Regions from separate parts of the Mus musculus genome. Here all the other regions are linked to region 6. The links are chromatin contacts, called in public HiCAR-type, HiChIP or PLAC-seq and promoter capture Hi-C maps. All regions are on one chromosome and are shown on one strand. The core of a region is the stretch at or near the end of the contact, and the rest is flanking DNA. Distances in the headings are between cores, read along the strand shown. Region 1 holds the start of Fmo2 (flavin containing monooxygenase 2). Region 2 holds the start of Prrc2c (proline-rich coiled-coil 2C). Region 3 holds the start of Eef1aknmt (EEF1A lysine and N-terminal methyltransferase). Region 4 holds the start of Rcsd1 (RCSD domain containing 1). Region 5 holds the start of Creg1 (cellular repressor of E1A-stimulated genes 1). Region 6 holds the start of Slc19a2 (solute carrier family 19 (thiamine transporter), member 2). Region 7 holds the start of Mpzl1 (myelin protein zero-like 1).

Evidence for each region. Promoter capture Hi-C pulls out the DNA fragments that hold promoters and counts their contacts. HiCAR-type assays count read pairs that join an accessible place to other places. HiChIP or PLAC-seq counts read pairs in DNA pulled down with a chosen protein or histone mark. Capture Hi-C pulls out chosen DNA fragments and counts their contacts.
Region 1: a HiCAR-type map of astrocytes shows a contact between it and region 6, with 3 times the contacts expected there. The contact joins the promoter of Fmo2 here to the promoter of Slc19a2 in region 6. A contact is called at or near these places in 3 of 39 promoter capture datasets (3T3-L1-derived adipocytes, hippocampal neurons and liver) and 1 of 115 datasets of contacts at active chromatin or transcription factors (astrocytes).
Region 2: a contact with region 6 is called in a promoter capture Hi-C map of liver, with 3 times the contacts expected there. The contact joins the promoter of Prrc2c here to the promoter of Slc19a2 in region 6. A contact is called at or near these places in 5 of 39 promoter capture datasets (cranial neural crest, hippocampal neurons, liver and 1 more), 2 of 484 Hi-C or Micro-C datasets (B cells and cortical neurons), 3 of 115 datasets of contacts at active chromatin or transcription factors (astrocytes, pancreatic cancer cells and pro-B cells) and 2 of 9 other capture datasets (adipose tissue and liver).
Region 3: a promoter capture Hi-C map of liver shows a contact between it and region 6, with 4 times the contacts expected there. The contact joins the promoter of Eef1aknmt here to the promoter of Slc19a2 in region 6. A contact is called at or near these places in 1 of 39 promoter capture datasets (liver), 1 of 484 Hi-C or Micro-C datasets (uterus), 1 of 115 datasets of contacts at active chromatin or transcription factors (astrocytes) and 1 of 9 other capture datasets (liver).
Region 4: a contact with region 6 is called in an H3K27ac HiChIP or PLAC-seq map of thymic regulatory T cells, with 7 times the contacts expected there. The contact joins the promoter of Rcsd1 here to the promoter of Slc19a2 in region 6. A contact is called at or near these places in 2 of 39 promoter capture datasets (the C10 cell line and pre-B cells) and 2 of 115 datasets of contacts at active chromatin or transcription factors (large pre-B cells and thymic regulatory T cells).
Region 5: a promoter capture Hi-C map of liver shows a contact between it and region 6, with 5 times the contacts expected there. The contact joins the promoter of Creg1 here to the promoter of Slc19a2 in region 6. A contact is called at or near these places in 3 of 39 promoter capture datasets (liver and pre-B cells).
Region 7: a contact with region 6 is called in a HiCAR-type map of fibro-adipogenic progenitors, with 17 times the contacts expected there. The contact joins the promoter of Mpzl1 here to the promoter of Slc19a2 in region 6. A contact is called at or near these places in 4 of 39 promoter capture datasets (cranial neural crest, frontonasal cranial neural crest, maxillary cranial neural crest and 1 more), 2 of 484 Hi-C or Micro-C datasets (muscle stem cells and uterus) and 3 of 115 datasets of contacts at active chromatin or transcription factors (astrocytes, fibro-adipogenic progenitors and pancreatic cancer cells).

Annotation. Positions count from the first base shown.
Region 1 is chr1:162,896,472-162,900,258 of GRCm38.p6, reverse strand. It overlaps Fmo2 (flavin containing monooxygenase 2), which reads left to right and starts at 1,501. Exons shown (of 9, transcript NM_018881.4): 1 at 1,501-1,587; 2 at 1,948-2,085. The coding sequence starts at 1,954.
Region 2 is chr1:162,738,742-162,742,371 of GRCm38.p6, reverse strand. It overlaps Prrc2c (proline-rich coiled-coil 2C), which reads left to right and starts at 1,816. Exons shown (of 35, transcript NM_001081290.1): 1 at 1,816-2,047.
Region 3 is chr1:162,546,710-162,550,317 of GRCm38.p6, reverse strand. Eef1aknmt (EEF1A lysine and N-terminal methyltransferase) reads left to right here and starts at 1,973. Exons shown (of 8, transcript NM_144877.1): 1 at 1,973-2,214. The coding sequence starts at 2,062.
Region 4 is chr1:165,706,477-165,710,281 of GRCm38.p6, reverse strand. Rcsd1 (RCSD domain containing 1) reads left to right here and starts at 2,188. Exons shown (of 7, transcript NM_178593.3): 1 at 2,188-2,391. The coding sequence starts at 2,386.
Region 5 is chr1:165,762,055-165,765,653 of GRCm38.p6, reverse strand. It overlaps Creg1 (cellular repressor of E1A-stimulated genes 1), which reads right to left and starts at 1,896. Exons shown (of 4, transcript NM_011804.3): 1 at 1,516-1,896. The coding sequence starts at 1,869.
Region 6 is chr1:164,246,893-164,250,314 of GRCm38.p6, reverse strand. It overlaps Slc19a2 (solute carrier family 19 (thiamine transporter), member 2), which reads right to left and starts at 1,269. Exons shown (of 6, transcript NM_054087.3): 1 at 859-1,269. The coding sequence starts at 1,062.
Region 7 is chr1:165,632,417-165,635,793 of GRCm38.p6, reverse strand. Mpzl1 (myelin protein zero-like 1) reads left to right here and starts at 1,253. Exons shown (of 6, transcript NM_001083897.1): 1 at 1,253-1,491. The coding sequence starts at 1,401.

The sequences.
Region 1 (3,787 bases), core at 252-2,751, 1.4 Mb after region 6:
TAGAATGTCATGATGAGCTGGTGAGCTCCCAGGCTAGTGGGAGAGCTTGTCTCAAAGAATAAGGAAAATAGTAACTGAAGAACCAACCAGTACCCTCAGAGCTCCCAGGGACTAAACCACCAGCCAAAGAGTACACATAGAGTGACCCATGGCTACTGCCCCATATGTAGCAGAGGATTGCCTTGTTGGACATCAATGCGAGGAGAGGCCCCTGGTCCTGAGAAGCCTCGATGCCCCAGTGTAAGGGAATGCCAGGATAGAGAAGCGGGAGTGGGTGGGTTGGTAAGCAGTAAGAGAGGGGATGGGATAGGGGATTTCCGGGAGTGGGGGACCAGGGAAGGGGATAACATTTGAAATGTAAGAAAATATCTAATAAAAATTTTAAAAAGAGGTTTTTTATGTATTTTTTAAAATTAGGTATTTTCTTCATTTACATTTCAAGTCCCCCATACCCTCCCTCCCCCACTCCCTTACCCACCCACTCCCACTTCTTGGCCCTGGCGTTCCCCTGTACAGAGGCATATAAAGTTTGCACGACCAATGGGCCTCTCTTTCCAATGATGGCCAACTAGGCCATCTTCTGATACATATGCAGCTAGAGACACGAGCTCCGGGGGGGTACTGGTTAGTTCATATTGTTGTTCCACCTATAGGGTTGCAGATCCTAGCTCCTTGGGTGCTTTCTCTAGCTCCTCCATTGGGGGCCCTGTGATCCATCCAATAGCTGACTGTGAGCATCCACTTCTGTGTTTGCTAGGCCCCGGCATAATCTCACAAGAGATAGCTATCTCAGGGTCCTTTCAGCAAAATCTTGCTAGTGTATGCAATGGCGTCAGCGTTTGGAGGCTGATTATGGGGTGGATCCCTGGATATGGCAGTCTCTAGGTGGTCCATCCTTTCTTCTCAGCTCCAAACTTTGGCTCTGTAACTCCTTCCATGGGTGTTTTGTTCCCAAGAGGTTTTAATGTGTCAGTGAGGTAGCTTAGTGGGTAAAGACCCTTTCAGTCAGCCTGGTTTGAGTTGATCCCAGGGACCCACGGTAAAAGGAGAAAATCCATTCCTCCATATTGTCCTCTGACCTCCAAATGTGCACTGTAGCAATGCCCTCTGAAATAAATAAAACTGTAATCAAATGTAGAAAGAAAACCCTCATGTTTTCTGGCCTCCACCTCCATGCAGAAGTGGGTGCATGGACATATATACACATATATAATAGATGGAATAAGTTGCCAAATGTCAATGGTGTTTGTTGTAGGTATCTCTGAATGGTGATGGTAGGGGTGGATTTAATTTCTTTTTATTTATCTACTCTTTTCAATTTGCTAATGCACATTTTCTACACTGATGATAAACGTAATTATTTAGACCATCCGAATGCTATGTGTTCAGTGTTCCCGACCTTAAGAAGTGCATCTCTTGCTTAATTTCAATACTGATGAAGTCCTTAGAGGTTTAGCTGGCTGAGCGAACAAGCTCCTCCCACTTCTCACAGCCTCCTCCATCTCTTAAATACTCCCATCTCTCCGCACACAACCCTCAGGGGGAACTCTTCTGCCAAGAGGACAGTGCTAAGAAGCACAAATAAAGGTAAGGATGAGGGCTGGGGACAAAAGCTGAGGAGGAAGTTCTCGGGACGCCAGAGAACACAACCAGCTTTGGCTCACAACCCTGGGACTGCTTTGTTGAATAACTTGGCTTGCTCAACGGGATTCCTTTTTAATATTAAGCCAGGACTTTGTAAACACGTTTACAATGAAGGTCATATGACCAGACAAGTTTCTCTGAAGGGGAGGAAGGGTGAAGATTTGGTTAGTGAGGCATTTTATTCAATTAGTGCTGCGTATTAAACTACCACCCATCCTGTGGTAAGTCAGTTACCTGACCACAGGGCAGGATCCTCTTACCTTTGTCCTTGCTAAGCAGTAATGACTGATCAACTATTGACAGGAGACAATGGCAAAGAAGGTTGTGGTGATTGGAGCAGGGGTCAGTGGCCTAATCTCTCTGAAGTGCTGCGTGGACGAGGGTCTGGAGCCCACCTGCTTCGAAAGGACTGAAGATATAGGGGGACTGTGGAGATTCAAAGTAAGTGAGACCTTTCTTACCTCAGAATAGGTCACGCTGAGATCGCCAAGAAGGCTGTTGGGCCTTATTGAAAGATATCTTAAGCAGCTCTGATCCAATTTTATTTTTATTTACTTATGCAGCTAACCAGGAAATGAACTCAGGCTGGCATCTCTCCCAGGTCAATGCTGTGCCAACCTGTGTGATCAATCCAGGGATGTAGGGAACCTTCTCTTTAAAATCCAGCTAAAGCAAAACAGCCCGTGTTTTTATCATTGTCCGACAAGCCAGCTAGGTAATATGCTAATATTAGGGAGCACTTTATAAAATAGAAGTAAACAGAATTATATTTATGTCATCACCTTTAATCATTGAGCAAAGTGCTTCTTCAGAGAATGGACCCCTATCACTACTGACTTTATTTTTCTCTGAAAATTAAGCCATGTTTGCCTACTGAGCTTTTCTGGTTATCTGGTTTTCTAGTAAAACCGCTGTGAACCTCTTTATTGTGTATTTTCTATTAAACAAAGTCATTCTATTTACTAGCTGTCATTCAAATTTTTATTAACAGATTCACAGACAACTATAAAGACTTACGGTCTGTGACTGAAACTATTTACGTTCCCACCTCACAGTGGGAGCACATGCCTAGAGCCCCACCACAAAGGAGAGTGAAGCAGGAGGACTAGAAACGTGAAGTCAGCTTGGGCTACATAACAAAACTCTGTCTCAAAAAGAAAAGACATTTTCACACACACACACACATATGAACATTATATATATATATATATATATATATATATATATATATATATAGAGAGAGAGAGAGAGAGAGAGAGAGAGCTTGACAAATGGTACACAAGTACCAAATGAAAATGTATTGATCCGACTGTGTAAACACAGAGTTCATGGTGGAGAAATTGACCTTTATATTATATGAATAGCTTCATAGAAAGAAATCACATTAATAATAATCATTGATTGCTGAGATCACAACTTTTCCCAAGAAAGTCACATAATATGTGGTCATTTCTGTCTTAATTGATACCATTTTATCTTCTGCACTGTCAGCTCATACACATAATTTTCTTTTGCTTCTAAATAGGTTTAAATGTAACAAATTTAGCTTTTATTTATTGTTATTGCATATGTGTGCATATATGTATGCATGTGTGTACATGCATGATTGTGCATATGTATGTGCATGTGTATGTATGTCTTCGTGCATGTGCGTGTGTGTGTGTGTGTGTGTGTGTGTGTGAGAAAGAGAGAGAGAGAGAGAAGGAGAGAGAGAGAGAGAGGTGGAGGTGAGCTTGGATAGTCCAGTGCCACAGCATGCATGTAAAAATCAGAGGACAACTTTCTAGAATTGGTTCTTTTTCCTTTCCACCTTTACATGGGGTGTAAGGATTGAACTCACATCACTGGGTTTGTGCTTTGAGAGTTTTACCCAATGAGTCGTTTCAATGTCGTTTCAATGGCCTTTAACAGATTTAATGTGTAACGCTTAATATCTAAGCAAAAAGCGTTCTGTATTTGCTACTAATCTGTTAGCCAAAGAGGTAAATGTTACTTTGAGTGGTCTACCAACAATACAATTCCAGGCAGGTGGTTCCTACCCCATGACATTTTCATGACCCTATTCCAGTGCATCACCTTTCAGAATCAGAGGCAGTTTCTTACATCTTTTTGGAAAAAAATAGATCAAAATAGGAATTAATTA
Region 2 (3,630 bases), core at 567-3,066, 1.5 Mb after region 6:
CTAATCTGGGCTATGCCTTCAGCTGGAAGCCTATCCTATATATAAGGACATTGAAGAAGGTAGCTTTTGCTATTTGTCTTCTAGCTCTTTCCTCACTAACAAGAGTCCATTTCTTCACTGGTATTAAAGTCTTCTTTGGGATTCCAGTATGTACTGAAAACCAACTGAGAAATCTAGCCTTGTAGACTGAAAAACCTATTGAATTCTTGGACCTTCTGTTCATTGGCAGCCATTGTTGGATTAGCTATACCAGAGTCCATAAATCATTCTAACAAAATCTCTTTCTATATATACATAGAGATTCATTCTATAAATTCTGTTACTCTAGAGAACCCTAATGCACAACTCTTAGAAACTCATGAATTAATATTCTGTTTGTACATGTCAGTCTCATAACCAGGTAGATGTCAGCATATTTGATTGTTGGAGGGATCCTGCATTGCTCAAGAAAGATACTTCAAGTCCAGGATACAGAAGACTGGTTCTAATGGATTGTGGGAAAATAACCAAGGTGTTTTCTTGGTGAAAAGACAGGCCTCTCTCTGTCCTGTTCTATCAATCAGCAAATTATGTCTCATTTTGGAAGGTCTCTGAAGGGGCTAAGGGTTATAGTTCAGTTGGATTAGCACTTGCCTAACATGTTGAAGGCAAGCCCCAGATTCGAGCCCCAGAAATGCAAAGCAAACAAAATCTAAAACAAATGATCACAAATGTCAATTGGGGAAGAAGTTACTTGTGGTTACTGCGCTATTATTTTATGGTTGTTCTAACGTTGTGGTATCACCCCATGAATACATGCCAGTTGCAAGCGGAGGAGTTTACTCAGACCAGGACAAGAATCTTTGGATTTATTATACACTATAGATATCTCATAAAGTAGAGAAATATCACATACTCGTGGATTACCTTCTTTCCGTTGGGGAAAGGAAGACCAAACCTAGAGACTTGCATATATGTGACAAGATACTACGCGGCACTGAGGTACATGCTCAGCCCCCAGGTAGAATATTATCATTTTCCTTCCTCACTTCGGGTACTGCCTTGTCTCTACTATACACTTACCTAGTAAACATCTGCATGAATGACTCTTTTTTTTTTTTTTTTTTTTTTTTTGGCTTTCGAGACAGGGTTTCTCTGTATAGCCATGGCTGTCCTGGAACTCACTTTGTAGACCAGGCTGGCCTTGAACTCAGAAATCCACCTGCCTCTGCCTCCCAAGTGCTGGGATTAAAGGCGTACACCACCACGGCCCGGCCTGCATGAGTGACTCTTAACTGTTAGTTTTCTCTGTTAGGTAGTTGTTCCAAGAGGTAAACATTGCCAGAGGAGTCAGAAATAAACAGTGCCTTATTTTACACCAAAATTACAAATGCCGAAGGTGGCCTCAGCAAAGCACGCCAGTCGCTTTTGTCCCTAACACTTGGATTATTTTTTTCACTCCGAGGTAACTTCGGTCTTCTCAAATTGCCACCACACCATGGCCCCTCACTTTGCCCCCCCCCCCCCCCTAAGAACATTCGGTCAAAGCGCAGGTTGTAAACGTTTATGTTCCTCCATCAGTTGTTGTCAATGCACGGAGACAAACCAAGTCGTGATTCCTCACGGAGGGCTCAAGGTTTTTGGAATCTTCCCAGGTGGAAAAGCTTTGTCTCCGAAATGGCTCTGCTTGACGAACTCCCTCCTTCCAGTAGGAGGTAGCGTTGCCCTCCGCCGCAGTCGAGAAGCGGCGGAGGCTGTCACGTGACCCCGCAGCCTCAACCCCTCCACCCCCCCCGGGGCGGTCTTGCGGAGATTTGCCTTACGTACGCAACGTCATGACGTAGCACGTAGGGGCTGGCTAGCCGCCATCTTGCTTCTTTTTCTCGCTCGCTCTCACCCTCTCAGGAGGTAGCGAAAGTGCTTTGGCGGTTTGTACGGCGGTGGCTCGGGCTTTCGGGACCGAGCGGCCCTGCGGACGGTCTCTCGAGGCAATCTCCCCTCCCCTGACCCTGATCCGTCCGGGGCGAGCCCCTTGGAAGCGCGCAGACTTGGTTCTCAACCCTGGCGGGTAAGGAGAGCGAGGGCGTCCGGACCGTGAAGAGGCCCGATGGAGGAGGGAGGGAAGGCACGGGCGCTGGAGCCAGGCCTGGGGGCCCGCGGCGTCTCTCCCTGGGCTCCCGGCGTCGTGCTGTCCGCGGAGATCCGGAGCAGGGCTCGTCGCCCATGTGCGCGGCGTGTGCTGCGGCGGGGCGGCCCTGCGATGGCCGAGGGAGCCTCCGCCCGCGCGGGGCCTGCGCGCGCCGTTTTTCCACGGCGTGGAGGACGGTGCCCGTGGCGGCTCCGAGCGCTCTTAGTGCCTGCGGATGCTCCTGTGGTGATGGCTGGCGTTTGCAGCCAGCGGTGTGTAGTCCAGGGCGGTCGTAGAGGCTCTACCAGGACCCAGGACCAACGAACCCCACTTCCGCTGGGGACAAGCTGAACAACTTCTTGGAGGATTTGAGTAGTCTTTTCCTCCCTCTAGGCCGCTCCAGCCCGGCATTTGTGGGAATACGGCTCGGCTGCTGCCTGATTTTCAGAGAGAGCGTTTAGTATTACTGGTTGCTAGAGTAGAGACCCTAGTTAAGACCGAAGAAAAATAGCATGGGAGCCAGTGAGGACTCTTGCTTGATTTTGCATATAAGGACCGCTCTGATCTCTTTAAAGGGGATGTATATTTGTTTGAAGTGTGTTCAAGATCTTTGGGGTGGGGGGATCCAACTTGCCTAGTAATTCCTGACTCTTAAAACTACCCGGATTTCCGCATTGGCTGGTCTTCAACCTCGGTTCATAAATTCATACCCCAGCAGGATACTTAGAATTGTACAGTAGGCGGCCCTCCTGTTAGGGTTTCTCTTTGGGAATGCACCAGAAGAATCGGAAGATGCTTGCTTCATCGAGTGCTCAGGAGTCAATTCCCGCTAATAGACGTTACAGAGAGGGTGGTATGAAGCGGCCACCACGTCTGACCTCTAGCATTTTTTAAAAGTAGATTTAAGCTTCCATGTTGGTCATTAAGATGCTGCTTTGGCTGGAGCCATTTTTAGGTGTGTGTCACAGATGCACTGCAGCATCTTTTCTGGCTGGCTCCAAATGCATTGATTCTCCAAAAATTAGAAATAGATTGAGTTTGCATATAGAAAAGAAGTTTTTATATGATTTTTCTGGGATGAATTTGTCATAATAAGCTTTTGGGTTTTTTTGGGGGGGGTGTCTGTAGGTGTGTGTGAAGAACATAGAATGCTGGCTGATCTCTCATTACTTAACCTCTAACTGTATGCTCTCAAGACCTTTATATACATTATCCTTTTTGATCCTAGTCTTTGAGGAAGGAGCTCTTATACTTGGTTTACAGATGAGGACAAGATATTTGAGAGATCGAAGTAATTTGATCAAGGTCACAAATTTGTAGTGGTGCTGTAGTCAAAGCCATACTTTCTAAACCCAGAGGGGATGCTCTGAACTATCAAAGTGTTCATTTGGTCTTGTACATTTATAATTGTTGCTAAAATAAGGCACATTTTTAACTGGTACTTTTTCTTTAGCTTGCTTGGGTGTTTGAACATTGTTACATGTGAAGGTTAAAATGCTGCCAGATGTAAACGTAGTGTCTGT
Region 3 (3,608 bases), core at 724-3,223, 1.7 Mb after region 6:
TTGTGAGCCACCACGTGGTTGCTGGGAATTGAACTCAGGACCTCTGGAAGAGCAGTGAATGTTCTTAACCGCTCAGCCATCTCTCCAGCCCTAATCTTGTGTTTTGATGGGTAGTTTTTCTGTTTTTTTTCTTCATTCATTTATTTATTTTTTTAATTCTGTGTGTTTTGGGCTGGAGAGATGGCTCAGAGGTTAAAAGCACTGGGTGCTCTTCCAGAGGTTCTAAGTGTTCAATTGCCAACAACCACATGGTGGCTCATAACCATTTATAATGAGATCTGGTGCCCTCTTCTGGCATGTAGGCATACATGCAGGCAAAACACTAATATTTTATTGTTTATTATTATTAGTTGTAGTGGTAGGTTTTTTGTTTTTTTTTTTTGTTTGTTTGTTTGTTTTGTTTTTTGTTTTTTGACACATGGTTTTTCTGTGTAATAAGCCCTGGCTGTCCTGGACTCGCTTTGTAGACCAGACTGACCTCGAACTTAAGAGATCCACCTGCTTCTGTTTCCCAAGTGCTGGTATTAAAGGCATGGCACCACACCTGGCATAAATAAATAAGTCTTAAAAAAATACTGTGTGTTTTATTTAGAGAGAAAGGTCACGGAGTTGAGGAGGTGGGGAAGAGCTGAGACAAGTCGGGAAAGAAGAAACCACTACCAGATTATATCATATGAAACTTTTTAAAAATAAAAACAAGTCCAATAGACGATTCTGTAATGTTTGAAGATGACTTTAAAACTTATGTCTACTCTAACTGTTCCGTGTCTGTGCTAGCACTGTGTGTATAGGCTGTGAAAAAGAATCTCTGGAAAGGAGCTGTGTCCTCAAAGGCTCATTGATTTCAACGTCAATGATGTGAAGCCGTTGAAAGGTTGCATGCAGTTCCAGAGCCAAATTTTCCTAGAACATCTTCCGGTCCTTTAGTAGTTATTTAGTACTTGGCAACATCTTTTGTGACCCTTAGGTAAGACCTTTGGAAAGTATGAAGAGACCTCTAGGTTTTCTTGTGGTTGCAATCATCTTACAATATACTCACCAATGTATTTGTAAGTGTCCCGTTTTACTACTTTCTGTGTTGTTACTATAAAAGTTCATGCAATTGCTACCTCATGGGAACATGGTATTTGAGGAAGCTAAATCTGTGTTCCTGGGCTATGGCCAGTCATATCTGGGCTCCATCTCTTATTCCTTTAACGCGAGAGCTGTTTCTTTCATCGTCTCTTCAAAACAGCTCTTCACTAGGAACTTCCTTGGGATATTTTCATAAAACGATCATTTAAAAGGATGGTATTGTTCATCAGACACATAAACTATGTCTTTACAACTGTCATCAGAATGACAATTTAAGGACTCCAATGATAAAATGAGCATCTTCATAATGAATGGTTACTGTGTTTTGAGAGGCAGGGAAGGGAGGCACTTCGGTTAAGTCTCCTGATATTCACCGTTGTTACTGTATTAATAGCAGGGCTCTGTATTTTGGAGTAGAAAAAGCAGTCATTTTCCTCTGAATTGACCAAGAACGGTGGCAAAGTGATTCCGGGAAGAGGAGATGAGCTCACATTTTCCTGAGGAAGGGGTTTCTAGCTGAGACTCCTGCTCCTGCGCAGGTCAGCTCCCGTTGCCCCTCGCGCTCTCAGCTGGGGATAGAGCGCAGCTCACAGAGGCTGCGCGCGCAGCCCCGCCCGGTTCCACGAAGCAAGCCTCTTCTGCCCGGAGTCCCGCAGGAAGTCCCGCCCGCTCCGCCTGCCCAATCACGAGACCTCTTACCCGGATATGGTTTCTAGGTTCTGAGTGTAGCTGCGGGAGTGTGTGGCTGCTGCACGTGGGGCGCGGACCGAGGGTGAAGAAAAACAAGGGGGGCGGCAGCGGCGCGTGGCCAGCTCAGTGGTTCGTCCGCGCGTCTGCTGCACAGGGCCCGGTTCGGTTGGGTTTTGCGTGCAGAACAAATCTATGGTGCCTGTAGTGGCTAAGATTCCCGCCGCTGCTGCCTCCCGGTGCTTCCCGGGGTGATCTGTCACCAGGAGCAGTGTCGAAGACGCCGCTCACGGTGGGAACATGAATCTCCTACCTAAAAGCTCCAAGGAGTTTGGCTCTGCCGACTACTGGGAGAAGTTCTTCCAGCAGCGAGGGAAGACAGCTTTCGAGTGGTATGGGACCTATCTGGAGCTGTGCGAGGTGCTGCACAAATACATAAAGCCCAAGGAAAAGGTATGGCGTGCAGCCAGTCCCTTGTGGGGACTGAAGATAGCAATCCTAAGTTTAGGAGGCAGGAGGCAGGCAGGCGTGGGGACCCCACTCAGATCTATCATTTTAGGATTCTGCCCAGCATCTTGGCTAAGTGGCAACCTTAAAGATAGCCATTTAAAAGTAAAGATTTTCAGTTAAAACTTCATCCTTAACCCGTTTTGGAATAGTGGCTTCGTCAGTAGACTGAAAGGGTGTTGTGTCACTGTGCACACGTGTGGAATAGGTAGCGTCGTGGGACTTTATTGGTGTATATGTTTATTAAGTCACTGCCGAGTGCTCATCAAATTTCAGGCTTTGTGCCCAGCCCTCAAGCTACAGGAGCAGGAAGCCACAAACACAAGTTAAATTCCAAGTTAAATAGGTGTGGACGAGTTGGAGCTTCGGTAGGGAAGGAGACTTAAGGTCTGCTATGCTCGGGCCTTTTATCTCAACAAATTCAGGCGGGTAGTTGTGCACTTATTTTTTTCAAGTGACTGTTGGAGGCCATGCATGTAGTAGGTGGTCAAATAGAGATTTAAAAGCAGGTCTGTCTGGCTCCAGGGCATATCACTTCTCATGGAACTATGCTTTGCCCTCTAGAGACGGTGACAACAGAATTTTTGAAAGATGAATGGAGGAATGTGCCACAAAGAGAAACAACAATTCGTATTTTTAAGTTTGGCTTCAAGTAGTAAATAGCATGAGATAGACTCTGGGATGGGAGCAGGCTCCAAATCCTCACAAACTAGTTTGTTGTCTGAGGAAATAGGAAGTATGAGCAGTTAGAAACAGTTCTGTCACTCAGCCTATATTTTTAACGGTTTAAAAAAACAAAAACAAAAATGAGGATGCAACTGGTGTTTTGGATTTTGTAACTTCCTACAAACTTCAAGACAAAGATTTCCTTATTTTATTATGTAGATGTGTGTTTGCCTGCCTGAGTTTCTGTGCATCATGTGAGTACAGGAAGTTTGTGGAGGCCAGAAGAGGCTACCAAATTCTCTGGAAATGGAGTTATAGGCTGTGCTAAGAACTGAACTTGGGTCCTTTGCAAGAGCAATAGTTCTAACCTACTGAACCGTCCCTCAGGCTGCACACAAGTTTTGAATAGCGCACATCACACAGCCTGTTCTCACATGACCTTTATTGTGGCATAATACTGTTTGGATTAGTGATTTTCTCCCACGTGTGTCTAGCTTTTGACATTGTAAGAAGAGGTTGTCATCTACAAGGCCTGAGAACCATGCAATCAAGTAATAGAAAAAAAAATTATCAATGCCCCCCTCCCAAAAAAAAAAAAACCCACAATATTTTAAGAATATTTACAGTTTGGTTTTGCAGGCATGACTATGCTAGACCGTGGATTGTGCACACCT
Region 4 (3,805 bases), core at 939-3,438, 1.5 Mb before region 6:
TCTGTTTCTTGTTTAGCTGGTTTAGATTTTTAGACTGTGTAAATGGAAAACCCAGGTTGAGCAGGCTAGACCCTGGAGAGTGGAGAGAGGGGGAACTGAGACAGCCACTTTCTCTTCCCCTTGGTTGTCAGAAGAGCTGGGTATGTATGAGTTTGCCTGCCTCCACTTTGGTTTCTGGTGATCCTCTACAGAGGTGGGAGGGAGGATAACAGAAGAATACATCCCACACATACTCAGGATTGCTGAGCACAGCTCTGGGTTTCTGTATTCTGCTTTACTCCTTCTCTGGGAGAAGGGCCCTGATGGAGGCAAAGAGCTCTGGTTCAGCATGCTTTGCACTTGTTCCCAGGAACGTGGAGGGGCTGTGGTCTTGTCTCTGTGAATCATCTGTTCTCAGCCTAGGGAGGCCCTGCCTGAGGAGGGAGGGGCAGGAGAGCAGCTGCACCTCACCTTGGTGGCTGCGGTATTATCTGGGCCCAACGGTTTCTTCTGGGTAGATACTTCCGCCCGCCTGCTTGTAGAGCCTTAAAGACTCATGCTGCTGTCTTTGAGTGGAAAGGAACACCTAGCTCTAAGAAAAAGGGGGAAGTCAGCCTGACCTGAAGGCACACTCCTGTCATCAGGGAGCCAAGGCAAGGGGATCAGAACTTCAAGATCAGCAGGACATTCCTTTCTTGCTTCCATCATCTCTTTTCTAGAATCTGCTTGCAGCTGTGTAGATAGAATCAGGGGACTCTTTCGTTGGAATCCAGAATCCCTGACTCTTAAATAAAAGGATTATGGGGCTCTTGTCCATCTGAACTATGTAATGAAGCTACATGCTTTTAAAATAGCTGCTCTTTCCAAGCATCTACCACCCTGAGAAGATGCAGAAAATGAAGATCAGATAAGAGGCTTTTCTAAAGGAACTCATCTAGAAAGCATCGGACTAGAATCTCACCCTCTGCCTGCTTCTGAAGCAGAGGTCTTGCCCCTATATGCTGCTGAGTTCAATGAACAGAGGCTGCCCTGACTTCATGGTTTACAAGGTAAGATTTAGAAGGCCTGTGACGTCAAGATCTATAGACCAACTGTGATGAGAAGCAGTCGGGGCAGCCTTTGCAATGTGGGTGAGTTCTCTGCTGGTTTGTGGTAGTGGTTTCTCTTGGGCTCTTTGCACAGGGGCAGCACCAATGCCCTGTGCTATGGTCCACCAATGTGTTGGCTCTCTCTCTCCCTTGCATAGCAGGTCTGGGTTTGGAGTACAAAGTTGAAGGATGCTGTAAGAAGACACACAGGCATCCTTATCAGCCAATTCCCTGAAGAAATGGGACCCTGAAGAGACACCCAGAGCTATAACCCAGTAGCAGCAGACAATGGCCTCGGCACAGATTCAAGTCCCTACATCCCTCCCACGCAGCCTTAAACCGACATTCCCTGGGGAGAGTTACTAAGCGGGGGCCTTATGTGAATTGGATGTTTAGGACCGTGCCCTTTGCTATATTTAATAGGAATGGGAAAAAGGTCCTTTAGCAAGCAGCATGTCGAAGCAGATATTCCCACAACCCCCTAAGCTGCATGCATCAGAGCAGAGGAGAAGAGTAGCCTGCTGCATGCGGCAGGAAACTTGGGGAAACTTTGCTTGGATTCCTCTCCTTCTTCATACACAGATAGATAATAGATGGACAGACTGATAATTGTTTCCTGCAAATGGAATCCAGGAAAAGAGGTATCAAAGCTAAGGCTACTGAACACAGGAAGGCCAGGTATTAGGTTAAGTAATACAGGAGAGGATGGGGGGAGGGGGAGGGAGAAGGAGGAGGAACGGAGGCTGGGAAAATTGGTATGAAAAGAAGGAAATGGCAAAGAGAAAAAGGATGAAAAGGCAATTCTAATTTGAGGCACAAGGAAAGTAAAGAAGGCAGGCTAAAAGAGGGAGAGTTGAGGTGGTCTGAAAAAAGTGCAAAGCCCAGGGTCCTGAGAAACTTCCGCGAGAAAGGGGGCGCGGCGCTGCCCAGCCCATGTTTGGGCAGATTAATGGAGTCGTGGCGGCTCGGGCTCTTGAGTCCTGCCTTGGGAGGGACAGTATCTGTTTAGATTTGTGTCTAAATTTAAACCCCGATCCGGCCTCCCTCTCTGCTCCCCTCCACTCCCCTCCCCTCCTCCTGCGTCCCTCGGTCCCTCCCTCCCTCCTCCTCCTCCTTCCTCGTTCTCTGGCGCAGGGCCCCCAGCTGGGGCAGTCCCGCAGCCGAGTGCAGCCAGGCGCGCGCCGCCGCCCACTCGCCCTGTGCCCGCTACAGCCCCGAAAGTGACCCGGGCTGGGAGCCGAGGGGACAGCGGGGATCGTGGGCTCTTAACCCGAGAGAGCGGGCGTATCCGCAGCCGGAGGAAGACTACCTGGAGGACATGGAGGTAAAAGACCGGCGGGGACACGGGCCTGGGGGAGAGGGAGGTCAGAGCGCTCCTGCCCAGGTCGCCGTTCCTGCTCTCAGCAGGGAGCACGCAGCCGAAAGGTCGCGTAGGCCAAGTTGAGAAAGGCTGGTCCTTGCTCCTCGGAGACCCCTGTGGGCAGGCGTGGGCTTGTCAGGAAAGGACTTCAGGCGAAGGAGGGGCCTTTGTAGGGGTTCAGGTATTCTGACTGTGCACATACGTGCTTTGGGGGGGGGGTTTAGAAAATAAAACTTAGGTACAACTAAAGTCATAAACGGATAAAGGTGTGAACCAAGAACCCCAAAACAAAACTCCAGCAACCCTGACTCAGGCATTGAGAAACAGAGTTGGCAGTTGAAGCCGGGACTCTGCCCGCATGGCTTCCCGTTTTGATTGCAGTGTGGCTTTTCCGACCAGTTGTTCTCTTACTTCTGATGCCCCTTGTTTCTGTCACATCTTCTTTCAAAACTTTCTGAAAAGCTCCCTTGCCGCCGATCAGATAAACTTATTTCTGAGATATTAGAGGCTCTCCAAGATGCCCTGCCTCCTGAGGTTGTGTGCACCTTGGGGTGTGGTAGCCGTATCTGAGAGGTTTGCAGGGGCGAGTCCCAGACTTTCTCTGCGCTTCTCCAACCTCAGTGGAGAATACTGGCCACTACTTTCCATCCAGCTAGTTCATCTAGCTTCCTCCTCCAGGTCTATAGATTTCCAAAGAAATGTTTCCCTTCAAACCCAGACCAGCTGCAGGTGAACTCAGAGGCACAGCATTGGCAAAGCCCCAGGTTCAACTCCCAGGGTCACACACTCAAAGAAAGAAAAAGAAACTGTGACCTTTTATTGTATTCTAATCAATCTCAGTAGGACCTGGGATTTTCAAAGAGGAAAAAAGGAGATGAAAACCCACAGGCCTAAAGGTGATTCCTCCTCCCACTCAAAAGGAAAGAGCTCCTCCTTAGCCCAAGGTCTGCGGAGATCCCGGGCACAGAAGTTCAATCCCTTCCAGGCTTGAGTCCGCTCATCTCTTCTGAGCTTCACTGTCTGCTCTAAAAGAACAATAGCAAGGCTGCATATTTAGCTCAACCAGTTGTCCTAAAGTAGCAAGGTTGCATTTTGCATTCTGGGCACTTGGGAGTGCTGAGTACCTGGGGGGCTGGGGTCTGAGATGGACTCTCTGTAGCGACTTGTGCAAGTCAGGAAGCAGTTGATTAGGGTAGCTAGACCACAAAGCGTTCCAGATGGATCCCTACAGATGGTCAAGACCTTGCAAACTCAAAGCAATAGGATTCTCTGTGCTGACTACTGCTACAGGACAGAGGAGAGAAACAGAGGGGGGACCTGGGAGAGGTTCATAAAGAAACTGCTGTACTTACGAGCCCCCTCCTCGAGGAGGGCTCAG
Region 5 (3,599 bases), core at 647-3,146, 1.5 Mb before region 6:
AGAGAACGGGTGAATAGCAGATTCTAGAGAAGTGAAACGGGCTGGTTAAAAAAAGGGGCGAGTTGGGGTCAATATATCTGGCTGGGAGGGACAGCGGCTTCTATTACTTTTGTCTCTCAGAAAAATATAGCCCCACCCCCACTCCCAGTGCTGCTAGGTCTTTAACCTTTTCAAGAAGAGTTAGAAACTTAAAGAGCAAATCAATAGACTTTGTTCTCTAAAATTTTATCCTGCGTGTGTGTGCGCACGCGTGCAGAGTGCAGGTGCACCACAGGTGCATTGGGTATTAATGAGTGTATGGTGTGGCCAGAGGTCAGTTTTGGAGGTCACTCCTCAGAAGCTGGAGCCATCCAACTGGCTTTTTGAGCCAGGCTCTCTCTCCCTGCGGTCTGAAGCTCACTGACTCCGCTTGGCTGGCAGGCCAGGGAGCTAGCCACCTGGCCAGTGCAAGATCACACGTGTGTGCAAGTGTGTGCAAGCCGTTGAGCCAGTGTAGGATCACATGTGCGTGCAAGCTGTCAAGATGGGTACTGAGGACCAAATACAGGTCCTCGCGCCTACATGGCAAGTATTTTACCAACTGGGCTATTTCCCTAGCCCCTAGGATTGCAGTTTTAAAAGGCAGTAGCTAATTTAAATTTGTTTAGAACAATACAGAACTCTGTGGAGGCTGAAGAAAACGGGTCTCTTCTATTCTAGCACATGGGTCCCAGTCCTGTGGCCTGTGCTTTGAAGACAAGTGGGTCTGAGGTGAACTAGGGTTGGCCCCCTGGCTTTGCGCAAATTACTTAACCTCATGTCTTCATCTGTAAACCCGGAATAGCCATGCCTGTTTCTAAGAGTTACTACAAGAGACAATGAATGAAAACAGGTGGAACCGAAAAGCCCTAGGCACATACCATGGCAAGGGCTTGGTTAAAGCGTCGGCGTCTCTTGGCTCACTGTTTACCACGACACCAAGCTTTCTCAGTTTTGCCACAGACCCTCCACCGAGTCAGGCTTCATTTCTGGGCTCCTGTGTGGCCTTTCCCTCCCAGGCTGTTTCCACCTGAGCTGTAAGCAGAGCCAGGTCCGCAGTCAACTATAATGCTGTGTAGTAGTTTCCCACTGCTGATAGGTAAAGGTAGGGAAGAGAATCTCCGAAGTCACATAAGCCAAACGCTAAACTATCCAACAATCTGTATGCCTTTAGATCACAAGAGTGCAGTTTATGCAGAGACAGCGCCTAAAGAGGACGCCTGACTATCTGAAGGGTGTGAAGTGCTCCAGGTACTGGCAAAGAATTTACCCCAAGCGCTTAGACCAGTAACAGGGTAAGTAGGAACTTCCTGGTAGTTCCCCAACATCTGGGATGCTACAACCTCCGCCTAGCCAGCGCAGGCCAGAAGAGACAGTCATGTGAGCTGGGTTCAAAAGTCTTATCTCTAAGACCCACGCTCTCCCCAGCGAGCTAAACTGGAGACGCTGGTTTCCTGCTCTGCCGGGTCTGGGAAACCGCGCCGCGCTCCCGCTCACCTGCAGGTCGCTCACGGCTTGCTGCAGTGGACTCAGGTACATGTAGGGCTCGCCCGTGCCTTCTCCCGGAGGACCGTCACTGATTGAGATGATGTCCGCGAAGGGCCAGCCGCGCACCTCCTTTATTGTGGAGATAGTGGCCAGCGAGCCCCAGTCTGAGACGTGAGTCACGAAGCGGGCCACGCGCGGCCCGTCTTCGCGGGGTGGCAGCGGAGGCAATCGCCTGTCCACGTCCCAGTCCCCGTGGTCCCGGCCTCCGCGACCCGAGGCCGGCGACACCAGTAGTGCCACCAGCGCGGGCGCCAGAAGGGCAGCAAGCAGGGAACGCGCGAGCTCAGGAGCACGGGCAGCCATGACGCTGACTGCGGAGTCCCTGCCCACCGACCAAACTCTGCCGGGGTAACTATTGCCTGCCCGTTGTTCCGCCCCTCCGAGAAAGCCAATCAGAGATGAGCAGGCAAGAGGGGGCGTGGCTCCAGTGCAACCCAGTTTCCAGAAGCATATGGTCTGTTCACCGTGTCCTGTGATCTGCTCTGTGAAGAGTGCGAATTTGCCCTAAAGAGATATTTGTTTTGCTTGTTTGATTTACAGACAGATAAATGAGGTCTAGAAGAAATTAAGCAACTTCCTAAGTCACAGTGCTAGAAAAAAGCTGCCTGCATGCACGCACACACCTCCTTTTTAATGTCTTTGAGTATGCTTGCCTGGCATCTAAGAGAACGTGAGTTTTCTGTGTGCTCTTTTCTGTTTACTGACTGTTAGCAAGCAAGCCTATATGTAGTACAGTACAGAAATACCGACATGCAGGAACTTAAAAATTCCTGGCCCAGAAGAGTCTTCAGATAAAGCCACTTTGTTAGTTTTCGGTATCCCACTCAAGACTTTGACCTTGTCCATTTGAGACCTGTCAAGTCATCTAGCTCGGTTAAATTCGTGGTTTCATGCATTTATTCTGGCAGATCCTCCAAGCCCGTGGAGGATTTTCATTCTGCTACCCTAGGGAGTTAGAAAATGTATGCAAACGTGTTTGCGTCGTTTTAAAACTGTGGCCACTGTTAGAATCTTTTAAGCCCCACCCATCCTATAGTCTGAATCAGGCCACACCTCTCTGCAGCTCTCTCTCTTCCTAACAGAGTTATGAAGCAGTCCGTGCTTAGCCGCTACTCTTTTTTCTTTCTTAAAAAAATATTAGGTATTTTCTTCATTTACATTTCAAATGCTATCCCGAAAGTCCCCTGTACCCCCCCCTCCCCTACCCACCCACTCCTACTTCTTGGCCCTGGTGTTCCCCTGTACTGGGGCATATAAAGTTTGCAAGACCAAGGGGCCTTTCTTCCCAATGATGGCCGACTAGGCTATCTTCTGCTACATATGCAGCTAGAGACACGATCTCTGGGGGTACTGGTTAGTTCATGTTGTTGTTCCACCTATAGGGTTGCAGACCCCTTCAGCTCCTTGGCAGCTCCTCTTAGTCTGTGGCACCCAGCTCCCTGTCATGTAGGCCAGGATGAACTAAATCATGGGATGTGAAACTTCCTGACACCTCTAAAATGATATAAAAATCAGGCTTAGCCTCTATTCTAGGGACTGGTGTGAGACTCCTAAAGGAGATTTCTGGAAAGATATTCTGAGGTCTGCCTCTAGCTAGCCCCCCACCCCAATCTGGCCCACTACTCTGTCTTTCTCCTGATCTCTGTCTGTCTCTCTGTCTCTCTCTCTGTCTCTGCCTCTCTCTCTCTCTCTCTCTCTCTCTCTCTCTCTCTCTCCCATTCACGTGTGTTGAGGTTTGGTCTTTTGCTATGTATTGTAATGCTAGGTTCTATATGAGAAAGTCTAGCCCTATTAGTGACTTCTCATGCTTACAAGCTTTTGTTGTACAGACCTTGTTCCTTGATTTACATCTATTGGTTAAATAAAATTGGCTGCAGCCAGTCATTGGAAGGATTAGAGGTAGGTGAGACGGGGAAAGAGGAAGAATGAAAGAGGAGGAGGAGGAGGAAGAAGAAGAGGAGAAAGAAGATGAGGAGGAAGAGGAAGAGCAGGAGGAGGAGTAGAGAAAGAGGAAGAAGAGGAGGAGGAGGTAC
Region 6 (3,422 bases), core at 20-2,519:
ACTCTTTTGGATACTCAAGGAAAGGGTCCTGGAGCAGCAATCTCCATCTACAAGCTCCTCTGACAAAACCAAGTGCCGGGATAATGAGCTTTAATCACAGGAGTTAGGCACATTTCTGAAGTATACTATGCACTTCTGTGGTGCTGTGCGTACAAGTTTGTATCTTGAATAAATGTCTGCGCAGGAGTTCTTGGTCATGGCCCATGTGCATCACAGCCCTCAAAAACACCTGTACGGAGGATAAAACCTGTAGGTGAAGCAACACTTCACCATCCGAGAAAAGCTAAGTACCAATTATATGACACCGTCTGTTTTCATCCCAGAGACGGACTTCAGAGGGTGCAGTAAATCTTTGGACACAGTCTTACCTAATCAAGCACCCATATTCGGATGGCGTACTACTGTCCTGTATTGTCCTTCTGTAATAGCGCGTATCTATCTTGTCAGGGGTAAACAAAGTCAAGGAGGGGAAGGAAAGGGGGACCCTCTCACAAAAACAAAGCCAAATAACATCCATCCATATATACATACAAACACTCATATGTACATATTCTACTGAAAGTCGAGTTTACTGTTTTCTTTATCCACGCACTGTCCCCGGTCCCCAGCAGCTCCCACAGGACTTGTCCGGGCAGAACCGGGTTATCCACATACGGCCTGAAACACACATGCACGTGGGCTGCGGCCCATCTTGCTTAGTCTCGCACGGAACGTGCTAGAAACGCAAAGAGTAAGGCCACTTTTCCAAGCGAGCAGAAATCCGAACAGATATCTGCGTAGCCCGCTCCGGGACTCCGCCGCCAGACCCTCCACAAACATCTGACATGCTCGGCCTCCCCGCCTGCCGCTCCTGCCTACCTGTCTCTCGGTCAAGTTCTTGTCGGGTCCCAGAAGGTAGGGCGTGAGGAACGGCTCCGACGGCCGGAGGTTTGCGAAGAAGCCGTAGGCGCAGAGCAGCGCGGTCGGCAGGAACCAGCACTCGCGAGGGACGCGGGCAGTACGCAGAAGCATCCTGGCCGCCGCCGCCGCCGCTCGTCTGGACACCCTGGCTGGCACGTCCATCCTGGGCGCGAGGGGCTGGACGCCGACACGGCCCCCTCCTCCTTCTCGGCCAACGGGAGGGCGCCCGAGCCGCGAGCCCGCGCGGGCACCTGTAAGCGTGCGCGACGCCGCCTCGCGCCAGGGTCAAGGTGCTTGGAGTCCCCACCGCCCGCCGGCGGCCACAGCTCGCTAGCCGAACGCCCTTTCCCTAAGTCCGCCTCCGGGTCTGGCCCGCCACCCCGCCTGGCCCCGCCCCCACGCCCCGCCCCGACCGCAGAACGCCCTTTCCCTAGGTCCGCCTCCCGGTCTGGCCCGCCTCCGCCTGGCCACGCCCCACGCCACGCCCACCCACAGCAGACGATCACTAGCCACGCCCCCGGGAACCTCCTCCTCGCCAATGCCTCCCGGCCGGAGCCAACCTCCCTGCTTCCCTATTGGCCAGTGGCTCAAAAGACAGAAAGGCCGCTTGGGGCTGCGCGCCCGGGCTCTGACGTGAGGGGTTCTGGGACATCGGACTTTTAGGGGCCATGTCTGGACTCTGTGGCGAGGACCCTACACACCCTCCCTGGTCGGATCGGTCACCAGGCATTTTCCGATCACACGTCCGGAAGGCTCCCTAGAGCGGGATCCCCGGATGTGTGCTTCATCGCAGCGAGTCTGCTCAGTCTTATCTGCCAACCTACTGATGTTGGTCCTCTGCCCGGGACACATGATGACACAGGCTTGCAAACCTTTAACCTTGAGGCGGGAGAATGCAATCCCTGGGCTCCAAGAGCTTTTTGTTGTTGTTGCTGGGTTTGATTTAGTTTGCTTTTTTTTTTTTTAACATTGTCTTTAAATGTGGTAGAAAGACACAAGCTGGACCTGAGAACTGAGATTTGGGGCCTTTTACTATAGACAGAAAGAAAACGAGGATGACCGAGTTAATCAGCAAGAGGCTTTTGCTTTATTTCGTCACTTTTTGTTGGCAGGATACAAAGAACAATTAACTAATATATCCTATGGAAAGGAAATCGCCCTAAAAACCTAGGCCCTAAAATGGGCTCAAGGTTTCAGGAAGTGTGCCGCTCACGAAATACCCACAGGGTTCAAAAGTAAAAGCAGCTAACCCCCACCCTACACTGGGAGGTTTCTGTCTTCTCGGTCCATCCAGACAGGCTAATCACCCCGTCTTTCTCCAAGGGAGCCTGCACTCCCCCTTTCCTACTCTTGGCTACAAAATCTGGCTCAGACCATGCGCTGCTGGCTCTCCAGCACCTCTGGTCACAGCGACTCCCAGTCTTGAGATTCACCTCTCAGACTGCTGTTGTTAGTGAGGGCGATCTGAATTTTCATTCTTTCATTTCTGCCTGGGTCACTGCGTCTCCAAGGAGAAGGACCAACTAGACACCTGAGGGCTGGCAGGCAGGACTGAAAGGGCTCACTGTGCGAACCTCCTGGGTTCCCATTGAGCGATCCTTCACTAAAACACTTCACTAAAACAGAAAAACGAGGCAATAAGAGGGCAGGTTGTTGTCAGAAGTTTTTCAAGGGCAAACCGTGGCAGGAATCCCCAGCGCTTTCTTTCATCGCCCTCTGCATGACTTTTTGCTGGACTCACAGACTGACTCTGTCCCAATATCAGCAGAATCGAGCTGCACGAGTGAATACACAAAATGTGTGCGTGGAGCAATTTGCCAAAATGCAAGGTGTGGTGTTGACATCTTTCAGAGTCTTTTGAAGGGCTGGCTAGGAAGACTTTATTCCTTTTAGCCTCCAGAGGCTATATAACCTGTGATGATATCAGTTTGTAAGCTAAAAGAGAGTGTGCCTGTGTGCTATATTTCAAATTTTCTCGGTTCAATTTACTAAATTGATAATATCAACCGTTCTAAGTCACCAAAATCAAACGTCTCCTCGATGACAAGAGCTCCGAGACCAAAAAGCTTGAGGATGTTTGGTCTATTAAATGTGTAGTCACCTAAATTTCCACCATCATATCAGTTTCTCTTCACAACTATAGAGATAGAGCTGGAGCAGTTAGTTCTCCTGGCTGCCTTGCACGGACATGTATTTTAGTAGAGAAAAGGGAAGAAAAACAAATGAACCAACAAGCTGATAAGGGCTTTGCATTGAGATGTCTATCTTTTAAAATCAACTTTCTAGTCTTTTGTTGAGGCTTGAAACCCTATGGAATCTATACATCACCTTGTTATAGATCGAATATTGAAGTTTCTAATCTTCGAGATGAGTCTGGATATAAAGCAGTTTCTCCTGAATTGGGCAGAAAATTACTTCTTACTTTTCTGAAAGAGGTTCCTAAGTAGGCAGAATTCTACCAAAATGACTCTTGTCCTTATATAATCTCTATCTACTTGAGTGTAGCACGAAAGCTTATGGAT
Region 7 (3,377 bases), core at 4-2,503, 1.4 Mb before region 6:
GCCTCAAACTTGAGACAGTCCTTCTTTCTCAGACTCCTCCACAGCTTGCCCTTTCTACTTTCCTGCTAAACTCTTGGTTATTAAAACTCCAATGTGTGCTCCTTGAAAGTAAAGTGCCACCGATGGGCAGGACCTGCTAACCGGAAGGCAAAATAGCTGCGATATGCATTCTTGGTTTTCTCCAATTGCCTAGTAATTAGGAACTTGCTCTACTGCAAGGTTAAGGGGCTAGGCCACTGGAAACATCGGAAGGACACTGTTAAGACTGGCTTTTGACAAAATCCTGAAAGGAGAGGCCGCGTTTTGGTCTACTGGACTACGCTCCGCCTATTATAGTCTTGTTCCTAAAACTTGTTTTCCTCCTCCAAACTCTCACTTGGATTTTCCCGTTCTTCGTTCACTCTAATCTGTTTTGTGTCTGGTCCCTCCTTTTTCCCCCTTTGAAGACCATTCTCAGAATCCTCCCTCTCTTTAGGGTTTGCTGGGTAACTAGTAGCAGCCGGCACTTTTCAGAATTGAAGTAAGGCACCGCCTCCGTCCTAACTTTTCATCTATAGGCCGAGGGACGTTGATATGCTAAACAAACAGTAAGTGCAGTCACTGGTTATCTAGGTGGCGGGAAAGAGTTCCAATTCCTATTCCTTTCCTGTCCTCTGAAAAGCCAAAAAAGGGCCTGCTCAGAGGTTAGGGCAAGATGGAGACTTCTCATGTTGCAACGCAAATGATCCAGTTCAGGCAAAGACAGATACTCGGCAAAGGTCAAAGAGATGGTGGGTCTTTTTCTATCTCGACCACTGAATGGAAGTCTTTCCTCACCTCTCTCTTCACTTCACTCCTCCCCTCCCCCACCCGGTCCCTAAATTAATTGCTTTTCTTTAGGTGAGTGAGGCCAGGAGTAACCAAGCAGATCCTAGTCGGAAATGATATCCGGACTTGGAAGAGACCGCGGGGAGGGACATTAAGAGAACTGTGGGACTGGCCCCTCAGAGAGGAGGGCAGCCTCTGGCGGCGGTGGGCCGGAGGGCAGCCCCACGACCAGCCACGCAGGCAGGCTCAAAGTAATGCGGCTGCAGAGGCACAGTACGCGGGCATGCTGCACAGATCACACCAAGGGCGGGGCCCGGAGGGCGGGGCCTTGCCCGAGGGGGCTGACAGGGAGTCGAGTTGTCCAATGGCTTCTTTCCCAGGTTGCCAGGAGGACCAATGAGCGAGCAGTGGGGCGGGCACAGGGGCTGGAGCTGGGCAGAAGGCTGGCGGTTGGCCACTGGGGCCGGGAGCGGGGAGCGGTGGCGTGGAGGTGTCCTCGCGCTCGCAGCCGCGATCCGGACAGAGCTGTGTGGTCTAAGGCAAGCCAGCCGACCGCAGCGGGAAGCCGGGCGGAACGGAGCGGCGGGAGCAGGATGGCAGAGGCCGTCGGAGCCGTGGCACTGATTGCGGCCCCGGCCCGCCGGCGCTGGCTGTGGTCGGTGCTAGCCGCGATGCTCGGGCTGTGTGAGTGATGCCGAGCCGGGGTCGGGCGGGGGCTCCGCGGCCGTGCGCGCGCTCGGGGCGCCTCGGAGGGGAGGGGGCGCGGCCTGCGAGCTCTGGGGCCTGGGCACGCCGCCCGGGGAGCGCGGCCGGGAGCCGAGGAACCTCTTTCTTTGGATCCCTTTGCGTAGAGGGCGAGGGGGGTGGGGCGGGGAGGGGTGAGGGAGCTCCCTACCTTGCAGCTCCCTGGGGACAGTCCCAGGAGCCCACTCACGCCCAGTCCCCTGCGGTCGCCTCCTGGCGATTCTGAGTTGCCCAGGACCTCCCGGGAGTCCGACTCTGGAATTGATGTTCTCCACCTTTGGGAGATGGCGGAAGATTGCAGGATTTTTCACCTGTGGGCCTTTGTTGGTTTATTTCCTTGTTTAAACCAGTGTTTTTCCTTTACCTGGTAAGATCTATTTCGAATGCGCTCAGATCAATTCTTAAGGCTCTATGATTGAAAACTCAGACTCTCATTTATTTCATCTCTGGGGTCTGTAAATCACAGAGGCGAAATTTACGTTACTTCTAGCCTAGAATGCAAAGGCTTGAAAGAATTCGGTCGAATTCGTATTAATGGTAAACATGGGCAAGATAGTTTGACAAGACGAACATTTACAAAGCATGCTTTTACTTTGATTTTAAAAGCCCCCCTCTCAGGCCCTTACCAAATAAACCAGGCTTAAGTTTTTGATAAAGGCTCCGGCTCGGTTTATATGACGTCTTGGACGAGTTGTTTTATGGGGCGTCTGAAGTAGTGTCTGCCCCAGGACTTTTTTTGTGTGTTGTTCAAAGTAAAGTACTTGTTTCTGTCTCAGAATTCAGCTAAGTAGTGGTTACCGAGAGGTCGAACTCCTAAGAAAACACGGAGGGGGTTCCTCCCACTCATTCTTTTGTTGTGTAAAATGTAATTTGTTCAAAATCCATTACTCAGTACTTTCTTTCGTGCAAAAGTTCTTAATGTAGTAGTCTCTCGAACCAGGAGTATAGGTGAGATTCTGTTGGATTTCCAGCTTTCATTTAAGCTCCTAGTTAATAGCTTGGAGGTGAAAATGGACAAGATTCTTTTTTTTTTTTTTTTTTTTTATGTATCAGATGGGATCTGTTTTGTTTTTGTTTTTGTTTTCCTGTTTCTCCTAAGGAAACAGAAAAGGCGTGGGTTTTTGTTTGTTTGTTTGTTTGTTTGTTTTTGCCATTTTTTTTTCTATTGGTGCCGGCTGTATTTGTGTTTAAGCAAAGGAACACAGAACAGACCCAAACTCCACTTTATCAGACTGATTGTGGGCTGAATTGTGTGATGTCAGACATTGCCGTTGGGGACAGGGCGGTCAGAGTGATCTTAAATTCAGGGTGTTAAAAGCTGCAGAAGCAGGGACTGTGTTATGAATGAAATGTCACCTGCTCTGCTATAAAAGAAACCATTCTTCTTCTTCTTTTTTTTTTAGAAGCCAGGTATGATGGCTTACACCTGAAATCCCAGCACTTGAGTGGTTGGGACAGGGGGATTGACATGAGTTGGAGGCCAGTCTGGGCTGATTTGAAGGAACTACACATAAGGGCTCATCTTTTACAAAACATTCTGAGACAGCATCTCACTGTTTTATCACAGGCTGTTCTTGAACTGGGCATCGTCCTGACTCTGCCTCCCAAGGGCTGGATTAAAGGTGTATACCACACCTGACTTTTCTGTTTTTGGGGTTTCTTTTCACCGTGTTGCCTAGACTGGCCTTCAACTCCTGGGCTCAAGCAGTCCTGCTTCAGCCTCCAGGAGCCTGGGACCTGCAGGAACACACCACTGATCTCATCCAGAATAGCCTCTCAAGTTCTGTTCAGTTACTTAGCAAGTATCTATCCGCACCTCTTAGATG